2 separate regions of the Bicyclus anynana genome follow, and region 1 is linked to region 2. A link is a contact called in public Hi-C data. All regions are on one chromosome and are shown on one strand. Each heading gives the region's core, a stretch centred on a gene start, on an enhancer-like site or on the middle of the called end of the contact. The rest is flanking DNA. Distances are from core to core; before and after follow the strand shown. Region 1 overlaps LOC112055319 (hormone receptor 4). Region 2 overlaps LOC112055319 (hormone receptor 4).

Evidence for each region. Hi-C and Micro-C count contacts between places; a contact is called where the count stands out from the background.
Region 1: a contact with region 2 is called in a Hi-C map of whole body, with 5 times the contacts expected there. The contact joins two enhancer-like sites. A contact is called at or near these places in 2 of 2 Hi-C or Micro-C datasets (whole body and whole larva).

The regions. Positions count from the first base shown.
Region 1 is chr4:14,353,360-14,359,451 of ilBicAnyn1.1, reverse strand. It overlaps LOC112055319 (hormone receptor 4), which reads right to left. Exons shown (of 9, transcript XM_052891439.1): 8 at 3,633-3,748; 9 at 1-3,051. The coding sequence ends at 2,971. Among protein-coding and RNA genes, the nearest start is that of LOC112055316, 8.9 kb to the left of the region's middle. Within about 2 kb of position 4,456, at least 8 of the 8 cell types and tissues checked have open chromatin away from gene starts, as enhancers often do.
Region 2 is chr4:14,268,777-14,274,498 of ilBicAnyn1.1, reverse strand. All of the region lies in intron 2 of LOC112055319 (hormone receptor 4), which reads right to left. Among protein-coding and RNA genes, the nearest start is that of LOC112055319, 38 kb to the right of the region's middle. Within about 2 kb of position 3,583, at least 1 of the 8 cell types and tissues checked has open chromatin away from gene starts, as enhancers often do.

The DNA of each region.
Region 1 (6,092 bases), core at 3,207-5,706, 84 kb before region 2:
AGGAGGTGAAAGTAAGGTTTATGTTATAAAATACACATTAGGTTCACAATCTGTATCAAAAATAATCAAAGGTTGGACATTATGGTACACATTGTTTTTATTTATGACAGAGTCCATTGCAATTATGTTCAGCTTGTTTGATATTGTCGACATTATTGTCGAGCTTACAGTAAAAAACCGTCTTTTTATAAAAAATGTTTATAAAAACTTTAGCTTAGTCTTAAACCTCAGTTTCCTCATAAGCCATAATAATATAGAAAGTTTTGTGATGTTTCAGTATTTGTAAATTCGTATAAAAGAACAGATAAGTAGTTGTTTAGGGCTATGCACTTTTAAATTTATTAATTGTAATTATCGCTGTTCAGTAAATCGGGCGTTTTAAAATCGCGTGGTGTATACGAGCCATAATAATATCATTGTTATCAAATATTTTAACATTAAAGTAGGCAGTGGATACTGACAGTGACGTAGTTAGTAAATCAGTTGGTTACTTAAGTTCTAGCTCTATTTAATACTAAATGTGTACAATGATTTATTACTAACGCGTTTATTACGATGATACGATACTTACCAGATGATAGCGAGTAATGTTAATTAGTTCACGTTAAGTTTTGGTCTAGACTACGAAGTCAGTAGGGATGAAGATGAAAATTAATATGAAATGGGTTTGAAATTAAATGAATACCGTATTATTATGAATACATTAGAATTAGATGCAACTTGTTCAAACAGTGGCATTGTGATGAAACTATTCACACTTATACAGAAATTGTACAAAAAAACCAAACCAAACAGTAATGCAAATCAAGACTAGTTTAAAACATATATTATTTTTTTAAACCATTATTTTGTATTATGTACAATATTACAAAATAATGGTTTATTTAAAAAATAAAGGTGTTTTCGTTAAGTTTTACGATTTTAAATTGAAGATTTTCTATCATCAGAAATAGACCAAACTTTCCCCTGAGAAACTAATTCCTAGGTTTGTTTTTAAAATTGCTTTACGCGCAGTGTATGTCTGCACAAAAATTATAAAACACAAAAGGCTAGTTGACACATTTTATTAAATGATCTTAAATTGTTCATTACCCATCGTTCTGCTAGAATTGAAAAATAATTATTTAGTTAGTAGTTAGTGACATTATGACGTCACAATATTTTTTTGACATTTTGATTCAACCAATTTCATCACAAGTTTGAACAAATTATATCTAACGTTGATGATAAAATATAAATCGTCTCTATTAACAGTTCAAGGAATGAAATAATGCTGAATTTTTATGACAATATAAAACGAATGTTCTACAGCAGTAGCATACAATTTTTAAATACATATTTTGTCCATCTGTTAACCACAGTGAATTTTTATGACAATATAAAACGAATGTTCTAAAGCAGTAGCATACAATTTTTAAATATATATTTTGTCCATCTGTTTTAACCACACAGGCTATAAGTTATTCACAGTAATAATTAAAAAAAATACCCACGCAGTCTTCCACTAATATATTGAAAAATTCGTCACACCAAAATTTTTTGAAACAGAAACCATGACTGACAAAAAAGTATGTGTGCCTTGAGAGATGATTAAATATCATGCAAACGTCCGATGAAAATTAATGGAATTGAGCATAAATTACACTTGAACACATCAAAGGAAGCAAAATATAATACGATAAGTAAATCTTTGAACCGTCTCCGACCAAGGCTGTGATATAAACGCTCTTGAAGCGGAAAACGTTCAAGAATTCACGATACGCACGTACTACACGGTTGCTGGTTACTTAAATCTAGTTAGACCAGAGTAAAGTAAGATTTAGAACAATATATGCACAAGTGTCTTGCGTAATATTGGCAATAAAAATGCATAAGTTGTGACTATAGAATTTAGCGCGAAACCGCGCTACAACACGATAGCGTAAAAACAGTATAGTTGTATACAAGCAGTCTTGGTAAACACTGAGAGTAGGTACTTAGTGCTAGTACTTATAATACGAACAATTCATAGGTATATAAAAACCAGTGAGATGTTATTATCCCTAGATTTCGCTCTGTGAAATAAAAATAACTGCTGTCTGATCGGTACGCTCATAAGTCATAATTTAGTTTGAATCGCTTGAAAAGCCTTTTATGTTTTTGCCTTAAGCTTGGTAAGTTAGTATTAAATTAATAATAAAATTTTCACGTTATTTTTGATTTTTTGTTTGTAAACGGTAAAAGTAAAACCGTGTACCTACTTTTAAGAATGAAACACTTGGGATTGTAACATCTCACTGTACAAAATTAAAAATCCTCATTTTACAGACCCAGCGACAAGTCTACCGGTTTAACCCTAGTCAATATAAAATGCAAACTAAAACAGTAATAATTATTTCATTTACAATTCTTCTATAAACAACATCTTATCTAACTACTAATCAATCTATATCTAGTAAAAATTATATTCTATATTTACAGAAATAATATATTATGCGATCTCCGACTGAAGAATTTAAATAGTAACATAATTATATATTTTAATCTACAATAACACTAAGTAGTGTACACTACCACGTATAAAACACGCATCCGAGTCCCTGGTACTAATTAAATAATAGCTAAGAAGTTTAATTATAAATCAGTCTGTCAATTGGGACGTTTTATTTCCTCTAATAAACAATTTATAAGCCAATACACACATCGATTCAACAAGGGTATAATACCGCACTAGCTTCGCACTGAACACTCGTAAAGTATCTCACACGAGTCCAATGTCCATACGGCGGCGACAGCTCAAACTGCCTCTGTTAGCGAGGGTGCTACCGCCTCGTTAGTCTTTTATTGTCGATGCCCGGGAAGGAGCGCAGTGCTGGGGCAGAGAACACAGGGCGGTGTGGTCACGATGACGAGGGCTGTGAGGGGTCGCGGCGCGAGGCGAGGGGTCTGGCGCTCATACATCGAGAACTAGACGCCCTGCTGCGCCATGTACTATCTGATCTCCGCCGAGTTCAGCACGAACGGTACGTAGAACATTTTACTCTCTAGCAACAGGTTCGCCGCCGCTTGAATCTGAAAGTGCACGTTGAGTCAGTTTACTGTACTGTTTCGCTTTCGGTTTCGAATGCTCTTGCTTACTTTCTACACGAACTTGTTTAGGACTTTAGTATTGTATTGTAATGCCATAATGTCATATATATATATATGTGTTGCTATAATAAACAACGATGCTAACAAAAGCAAATTAAAAATGTAATTTTCAAAAGTTTTAGTGAATTCTATGACAAAGTTAATTTAACAAAATAGCATTAAATGCATAACGTTTATGTCATGTGTTTTATCACCGAGTCAAGTGAAGCAGAAAGTAGTAAAATTATTAAGTTCAAAAGATTTCAAATGTAACAACAAAATTCACGTAGGTACACAAATCATTGTGGGCTTTAGCGTCTTGAGTTATAGAATAAGTTAAAAGAATTAAATTTAAAGAAATTGAATAAAAGACCGCCCTAATATTTTTTTATCCAAAGCCAGTTTGGAGTAAACTACTATGCTATTATTTAAGCTATCAAAGGATTGTTGTTTTACAGTTCTATAACACTATCTCTAAATCTGATATTCATTACTAGTTTTGATCATGTAGAATAGATTCTCACCTCAGGTATTCTCGCGAATAGCTCTTGCAATCTCCCGGGGTGGTGCGGAGCGGCGTGCTCCAAATAGCTGCGGAGAACTTGCACGTATCTGTCTTGAATACTCTCTAACTCCACTTCTGGAAGGAATAAGCCATTTAAAGCTGATGGAATAATTTAATAGTCCCTACCTATCCATCAATAAAATCTCACTCTGTGAAAAATGTCTTAGACTAGTAGATGCCACGCGTTTTCACCCGCGTGGTTCCCGTTCCCGTAAGAATACAGGGATAAAATTTAGCCTATAGCCTTCCTCGATAATTAAAAGAATTTTTCAAATCGGACCAGTATTTCCTGAGATTAGCGCGTTCAATCAAACAAACAAACTTTTCAGTTTTATAATATTAGTATAGATGAATAATTAAAAAAATAAAAAAATAATGTAGTAAAATTTGTACCTAGTAATTTATTACCAAAGTCAATAGTTAATTAAGACAAAGTTTTGCATGAGTAAAAATTTTCCCATTTCTGAGAAAGAAGAGCTTTCTCGCATACTGCTCTGGAAAGGATTAGATTAAACTATTTGTTTTATTGAGAGACGTGTTTGCAGCCCTTTTCTGAATAAATAAATAATTGTAACAAAACAAACTATAACGTTTGAAGAACCTCGTAATATTTGTGACAAGTGTGACTACTCGTCCAAAGATGGCGGTATAAGTCGGCGGGCTAGCAATGGCGCGGAGCGCGCGGTGCGGTGGTGACGTCACGCGCTCAGTAGGTCACTCCGATAGCGGGGCAACGACCGCGGCTAGCCGTTGACCTCCGCTCGAGCGTTCGCGTCCTCAACCGTTGCTGCCGTCCCGCTCGCACGCGCTTCACGATATTGTACGCGTTACGTGTGCTCACTGCTCATGCCATACCAGTACCACACCGTTATAGCTCTCGGTCAATAATGCACTCATTTCATTAATTGCCAAATAACATTTATTAAAAAAAACATACATTCGACATGAAAACCTCCTCTTTTTTTAAGTCGGTTAAAAATAGCACTATGTATATTAATTAAATATCAATTAATACTATTATCTAACTTGCTTTACTACCTACTCTATTAATTTTGTATTTTCGTTAAATCTAATTTATGAGATGAAGTATAACTTAATATATATTAAATTTTATTAAAAACATTGTATATTAAATTATTATGAACAATTGGGAAAATTAGCCATCTATTTCATTAAAAAACACCAATGTTAGGTATATTACTTGCTACTCTTACAATGCTAAAATATAAATTAATTATTAATAATATATTTTTTTATTGTTTGATTTATTGTTATTAATCGATCAATCATTTAATTTATAAAGAATTTAGCATCCGAATTTTTCAATACATATTATAATCGAATAATTTGTATCGTTGTCACATCCCTATCTGACGAACATGGCTCGCGCATGTTACGTCACCGCGAGCGAGACGAGTTAGCGGCTCTAATCAGTTTTTTCGCCGCAAGCGCGCGGCAAAAGAGAAAGTTTGCTTCCGCTTCGCTTTTCGCCGAGAGTGAAATGCTGTCCCGTTACGACTGACGTAACCAACTATTATACGAACAGCGCAGCTCTCAAGCAAGCGATAAATCACATCACTGTTTGTGATGTGAGTCAAGTAGGTATGTTTATTACCTACTTGACTCGATGTTAGCCTGTAGCCATGAAGTTCTGGGGTCAGACCAAGTATTTTTATTTGTTCAAGGGTGTCCTAAGTTGTTTTACTTGTTGTAGTTTTGTTCATTTTTAAGAAATTCCAAATCAACATTGCTACATTGTATTGAGTTGTCGGTCAATATTAAAAAAAAATGTAATTTGGTATGCTTATATTTTTAACTGTTATAAGTGGCCGCTATTGTCTGCTTAGATTGTTTGTGTAATTACTTAATTCTTTGCTTGGAAAACGTTTATTCTAATAAAGCATAAAAATGTAGGATTTAATCATAAAAAAGTTATTGAGTGTATGTTCACGCTAATCTTCGAAACTAATAAACGGATCATTCGGTTTTCAGAGAACAATCTTATAAACATTAAGGGTGTTGTAAAAAAATTATTATTAAAAAAATCCCAAATTGCACGTATGAGAAGTCGAGGGCTTCAACTTGTAGTCAACATAGGCCTATTCTATTTCTATAGATAGATTTGTAAATACTGTAATGTGTACCTATTGCCTAACATTTATTGTCCACATACACTAACACAACACATACGCTCACACACACATGAAACCGCGGAACCGTTGCGCAAGCGTTTTCCATTTCACCTCGTAAACACTCACTGTTCACTCCCGTTATAACTATCTCACTTGCTACGAGTATATACCTACTACTTTCATTCTTATATCATTGTCTTTATTACGAGTTTGCAGATCTAGCTAACAGTGATGCTCTTTGAAATATATCGATAAATAATCGATGTTATAGACATCTTTGTATAAAA
Region 2 (5,722 bases), core at 2,334-4,833:
CACTATATAAAATTGTAAATGAACAAGCATGTAGGAAACTGTTCCTACGAGTTTTGTGTCAGTTTATCGCGAAAATCCTTCAAATTTTTATGTCAATGTGTATCATAAACGGAGTCACGGTCGGTTGTCGATCTCCTAAAATTATGGTCACGTCGTTATCGCTCTTGCTTGAGACGCTATCGCCACAGATAATTAGATACCACAGTACAAGGCAGCAAAACAACATTTAGAGGACATACGTACATAACTCGCACATTATATATATAACAAGTGGACTAGGCCTGTCATGTCTAGACCTTCGTCTTGTATACACTAATATTATAATGAAGCAAAGTTTGTTATTATGTAGGGGTAATCTCTGGATCTACTAAACCGATTTGAAAATTATTTTACTACACGTTATTTGTAAGTGTAAGGGTACAAGGTTATTGGTTATTCTTACAAGATATCCAATAGAACGAGAGACAGCTATAATTATTCTCTCTTGGTCAGTCCATGCTACCATAGACAAGTACAGTAGCATTTTTCTTTTAATTTTTCTTTATTATTATTTTTTTGAGACTATTTGCCATATCGCCGATTATTATAGAGTTTGGAAGGTTACCCAATTGCTCAAGTATAAAACGTATTTCATTCTACGGTATGTTATAGATAATTAAAAGTTGAAAGTTTGGTGTTTTAAGGCATTTTTAGTTGTTATTGATTGTCCAAAGTTATTATGCCAAGAAAATATTATTAAAAATATGCTTTATATTTTACGATTGAGGATCTAGACCCTTGAAACCTGCTACCTTCCAAAGCCACTACACTCCAAACTCCATAATTCACTACCATTCTTACCATAAGCTACCATAATAACATAACAGGCTTATGAACAAAGGCTGACAAACTTTCAGCCTTTATAAAATTAGGTTTGTCTGGCTATCGCAGGCTCTTACTCCAAAATGGCAAAGTGCCGTTAAATATACAAAAATATTTTACAATAAAATATAGCTGTCACATACTCAATTGGCTTAAAAGATTCAGCCGAATTAGGAAGCGTCGGCAATTTGCACTCGGGCCACGGTCTCGGGCTCGAACTTGTCCGATTTTTATTGCGAGTTTAAAGAAGCGAGCGAACTTGCCCCACTGACCACAGTTAGTTGATATAAATATAATGGAAGCCCACGGTCCAGTAATAGAATCGCTGCGATCGTCTCTGTACTGACGTGCCTACGTTCTTTTAACATTACATTTGCATTTATATTTTTTTATTGTCTATTTGCTTAGGCCGCAGCGGCGTCTAACGGGTAGACAGAGGTAGAGCTTCTAAAGTCAAGACATAGAATGAAGGGGCAGAATGTATCTCATAGGGCGACTCATATGAGACACAGATCTCGTTTTCAAATATTACTCCTAATATAAACTCTCACAGAGTACCTTTACGAGTGGTGTATTTGGTGGTTATACATGAATTTTAAATGACATTGATTTTATAACGAGTTTAAATAAATATACATAATAATATATAAGTTGTAATCTTATAGTAATGTAAACTTTAATCATATGTAACCATCATGGTTTCAATTATAGTTTAGGATTGTGTTAGGAATTAATTTGTTTTTCCCGTAAAAAAAAAATAAGAAAAACGTCGTAAAATATGGTTGCATGATCATTTCTGTATAAAAAATATTTGCCCTTGATAAATTTCAAACCCAGGGGATGCGTGAAAATGTATGTAGCTTCTATGTTCACCTATTTATTGTTTGTGAAAATTATTTCACGCTCCAATACAAATGTGTTTTGCATAGCAACGAACGGACGTCATCTATGCAATAGCTTAAATAAACTTGGTGATACAAATATCCTTATGGGCGGGAGAGCATTCAGCGTTCCTATTAACCTATTTCTATGCATTCTGAGGAGTGCATTTGACATTTTCTCGTTGAAAACTGCACGGATCATAGAGGCGGTTGCGCGGGGAGGGGGGATTGCGCGACGTAACCTACATACCGGTCAACACTCCGGCTCAGTCAACACTCGCTACAGGGACATCGGGCGCGTTTGCTGAGCCACTGTACTCGCTCAAGCTACTTAACAGCTAACGCTAGGACTAACGCCTGAAACTCATGAAGCGGCCTCTTTTTAGACGTGTCATTCATTCGTGTCTATTCAAAAGATTCATGTCGTTTTACAAAATTCGGGCAGAAAATTCAAGTTTTATTGTTATGACAAAAAAAAGATATTAGTGTATTATATACCATATCCTATTTTATCTTTGAGCCTAATATTGACCAAGATATATTTTCAATTTATCGGCAATAATTTTTTTTTACTGGCTATATACTCGTACATATGTACACACCCATATCTGCTTAAGGTAAACTTTAATTGGCAAAAATTGTGCATATGCAATATGTCTATAGAAGTTTAATATTAATGTCACGTAAGTATATACTTACGTATGTAAGTATATTCGTAATTTTATTTAAAACGTTTTAGCAGATGAACCGCTAAAAAATTAATAGTAAGATATAAAAATTAATAAATCCAGGAGAAAGACGGATTTACAAGAAGAGCTTCATCCTTACCTCCCCTGGGTTCTCCCACGCACTATCCGCTTAAGATAGCCAAGCACACTCACCTGAAATAAAGCAAACAAAAATTAAACGCTCCATTTAATTAATTGCTAACATTAAATTTACTATACCATCCCAATGGCCGTAAAAAATTTATAGAAACAGCCATCTGTTTACACACGGGTCTTAACTGTAACGCTGACACATTGTAACCTACAAACCTCGCATAAATTTATATTTAAACTGTGTCCGGATTAAGAAATTTGGAGTAATTTTCATATATTTTATTTTGACCTTAAAAATATTACTCATAAAATACCTACTGTTATTGTAATTTACACCATACCATTCCACAAGTTTCACAAACAATTTATGTGTTTACAAAGAATGGGAACAAGTGCTTAGGTACTGCTTTTATTTATAATTGTGATTATTTTTTGTATATTTTGATATATAGCAGGAACTCGCGTAGTTCCCATTCCCGTAGGAATACGGGGATAAAATAAAGCCTAAGTCATCATTATTAACGACCCATATTGAGCACGAGTCTTCTCTCGGAATGAGAGGGATTAGGCCTTAGCTGGCCTAATACGGATTGGCAGACTTCACACACGTAGAGAATTAAGAAAATTCTCAGGTATGTACGTTTGAGACGCGTGATATTTAATTTCTTAAAATGCACATAACTGAAAAGTAAGAGGTGCATGCCCTGAACCGGATTCAAACCTACGCCCTCCGAAGCGAAGGTAGAGATAATATAGCTTTCTATTGTTGAAAGATGTTTGACAAATTAGTCCACTAGTTTTTGGTTGTATTCGTACAAAAATACAAATCTTCGTAATGTTAGTGCAGATTTAGATAAATTAAAAATTATTATGTTATCAAAAAAAACTTGGATCCTATGTAAGTAGCAAGATATGGTTCTAGTAATCGTGCCAGTTACTTGAAATAAGCGCTCAGTGTAAACAGACTAACGCCAGCATTAGATGCGACTAGACAAGGCCACAGCTATCACTGAAATGTCGAGAGGGAAAGAGAGGGCTACATAAACTATTTATTGCACACATAACAACAACACAAGTGCAATAATACACACACACGCTCATATTTTCTATTTCTATTACGTAGTCTAGGGTTGTCTAGCCATAATAAAAAGAGTTTATAAAACACTAGCGGATGCCAACGACTTTATTCGTTAAATACATGTTATTATTTTAATGATAATCCTACTAATATTATAAACGCGAAAGTTTGTATAGATTTTTGTATGGAAGTTTGTTTGGATGTTAATTACTCTTTTACGCCACAATTACTGAACCGATTTTTATGAAATTTGGAATGGAAATAAATTTTATTCTGGATTAACACATGGCTACTTTCATTCTGAAAAAACCCATGGTTCCCGAGGGATCTGTGAAAAACTAAAGTTCATGCGGACGAAGTCTATAATAATATTACATTACCTACTATAAAATTATCATATTCTGATGATTGACTAAATTGGTGAGGTAAGGGTGATTTTTATTGATTACCTTTTCAGACACTTTATATAAAAACAAGAGATTGAAAATTATGTACTTTATTACATATAAATATTGTCAATATTGATTGAAAAGTACAGGGTCAGTTATCGGAGTAAATATTAAACAAGAAAAGTATATAAAATGGAAAAAAAAACCGCAGTAATATAAAATAAATAATATGCGGTGTACGTTCCTCGAATGTATGAATCGACGAAACTGCAGTCAATGACTAAAATCATAAATATTTTTACAGGGATAATTCGATATCGTCATAAAAAGTCCAAAACAACACCAAGAACAACACTTGTTATCGCACAATGTAGGTAATCAGCCTAGTTAAGGAATTACCAGCAAGGAAAAGTGTCTAGACCAGCGTTTAAGGAGGTTATACACAATCACTGTAAACTGGGTGAGTGAGTTTGATAACGATAAGCGAACTTGCGTGTCCGAGAACCTTATGAACCCAAGTACCCTTAATAATGTGTTGTTAGAGCCGAAATAACGCGTAATAATATCGTATCGTTCAATAATAAAGCATTGAGAATTTTGTGCGTAGTTTTGATATCAAGTTTTGAGAACACTGGCACAAATTTTATAATGATAAATGTTTCGCGGTTTCATTCGTGATGACTTGGGTCGATACTTGGTTAAGTTAATCTCTCACTGGCAGAATGGCGATGATGATTATGTTGGAATATATCGATTTTTATGATACATTCGGGTAAATAAGCTCAATTTTAACTAAGTTATACATAAAAAGCAAAGATTGTTTGCATATTTGCAAAATAAATAAAATTATAAAATCTATTAAAAATATTTTATCGTAATTAGATGAAAATTCATACAGTTTTAGCTTCCTTGCATTAAATGTGACATTTTTTAATAAATGAACTATAAAGATAAACGCACAAATAACAAAGATATTAGTAATTTTGTTTGAACGCACATACAAATCTAACGATCATTATGTATCTACGACCTCATTAATTTGTACCATTTTGTATGGGGCGTTTTTCAGGGATCCGCGGCAGCGCCGCAAATCTGACCCTTTAAATCCTTTACTTTAAATCCTTTATCCGTTACTTTTACAAAATTGCTTTACTATTAGCATACTCTTAATTTCAATACGATTTAAAAAACTGTCATCATCCCTAATAAAATCAGATTCGAGAATTATATCAGTGAGGAACAGAAGCGAACAACGCTCCCATGTTTCAAAATATAAGATACCATCACCATAGATGATGGAATATCAACGAGTTCGTCTTACTATCATCAGATTATCCCCACAGTAAAACAATAATTCCGCCAGTTTATCGTCATAATGAAACCAGCGAAAATGTCGTTGCGATTATTTCGTCCGTGGAGATAGTGCCTAAGGATGCGTTACCTACATTGAATTCGGTAATTAGGTATAAACGACAAAAAAATACACTTTGAAATAGGACGGCGTAAATAGGAGCAGTGTAAAGACAAATATATAGAAAGTGGGTAAATTCAGTCTAAAAATGAGTAGGTAGTTGTAGCCGGTTTTCTTATTTTCTTCTCTTATGTGTTAAACAAATATTTATTTTCACAAGTAGTTTGATAATCTTTTATCGGTAGGTATATATTAATACTTTTATAGTAAACGAAATTATG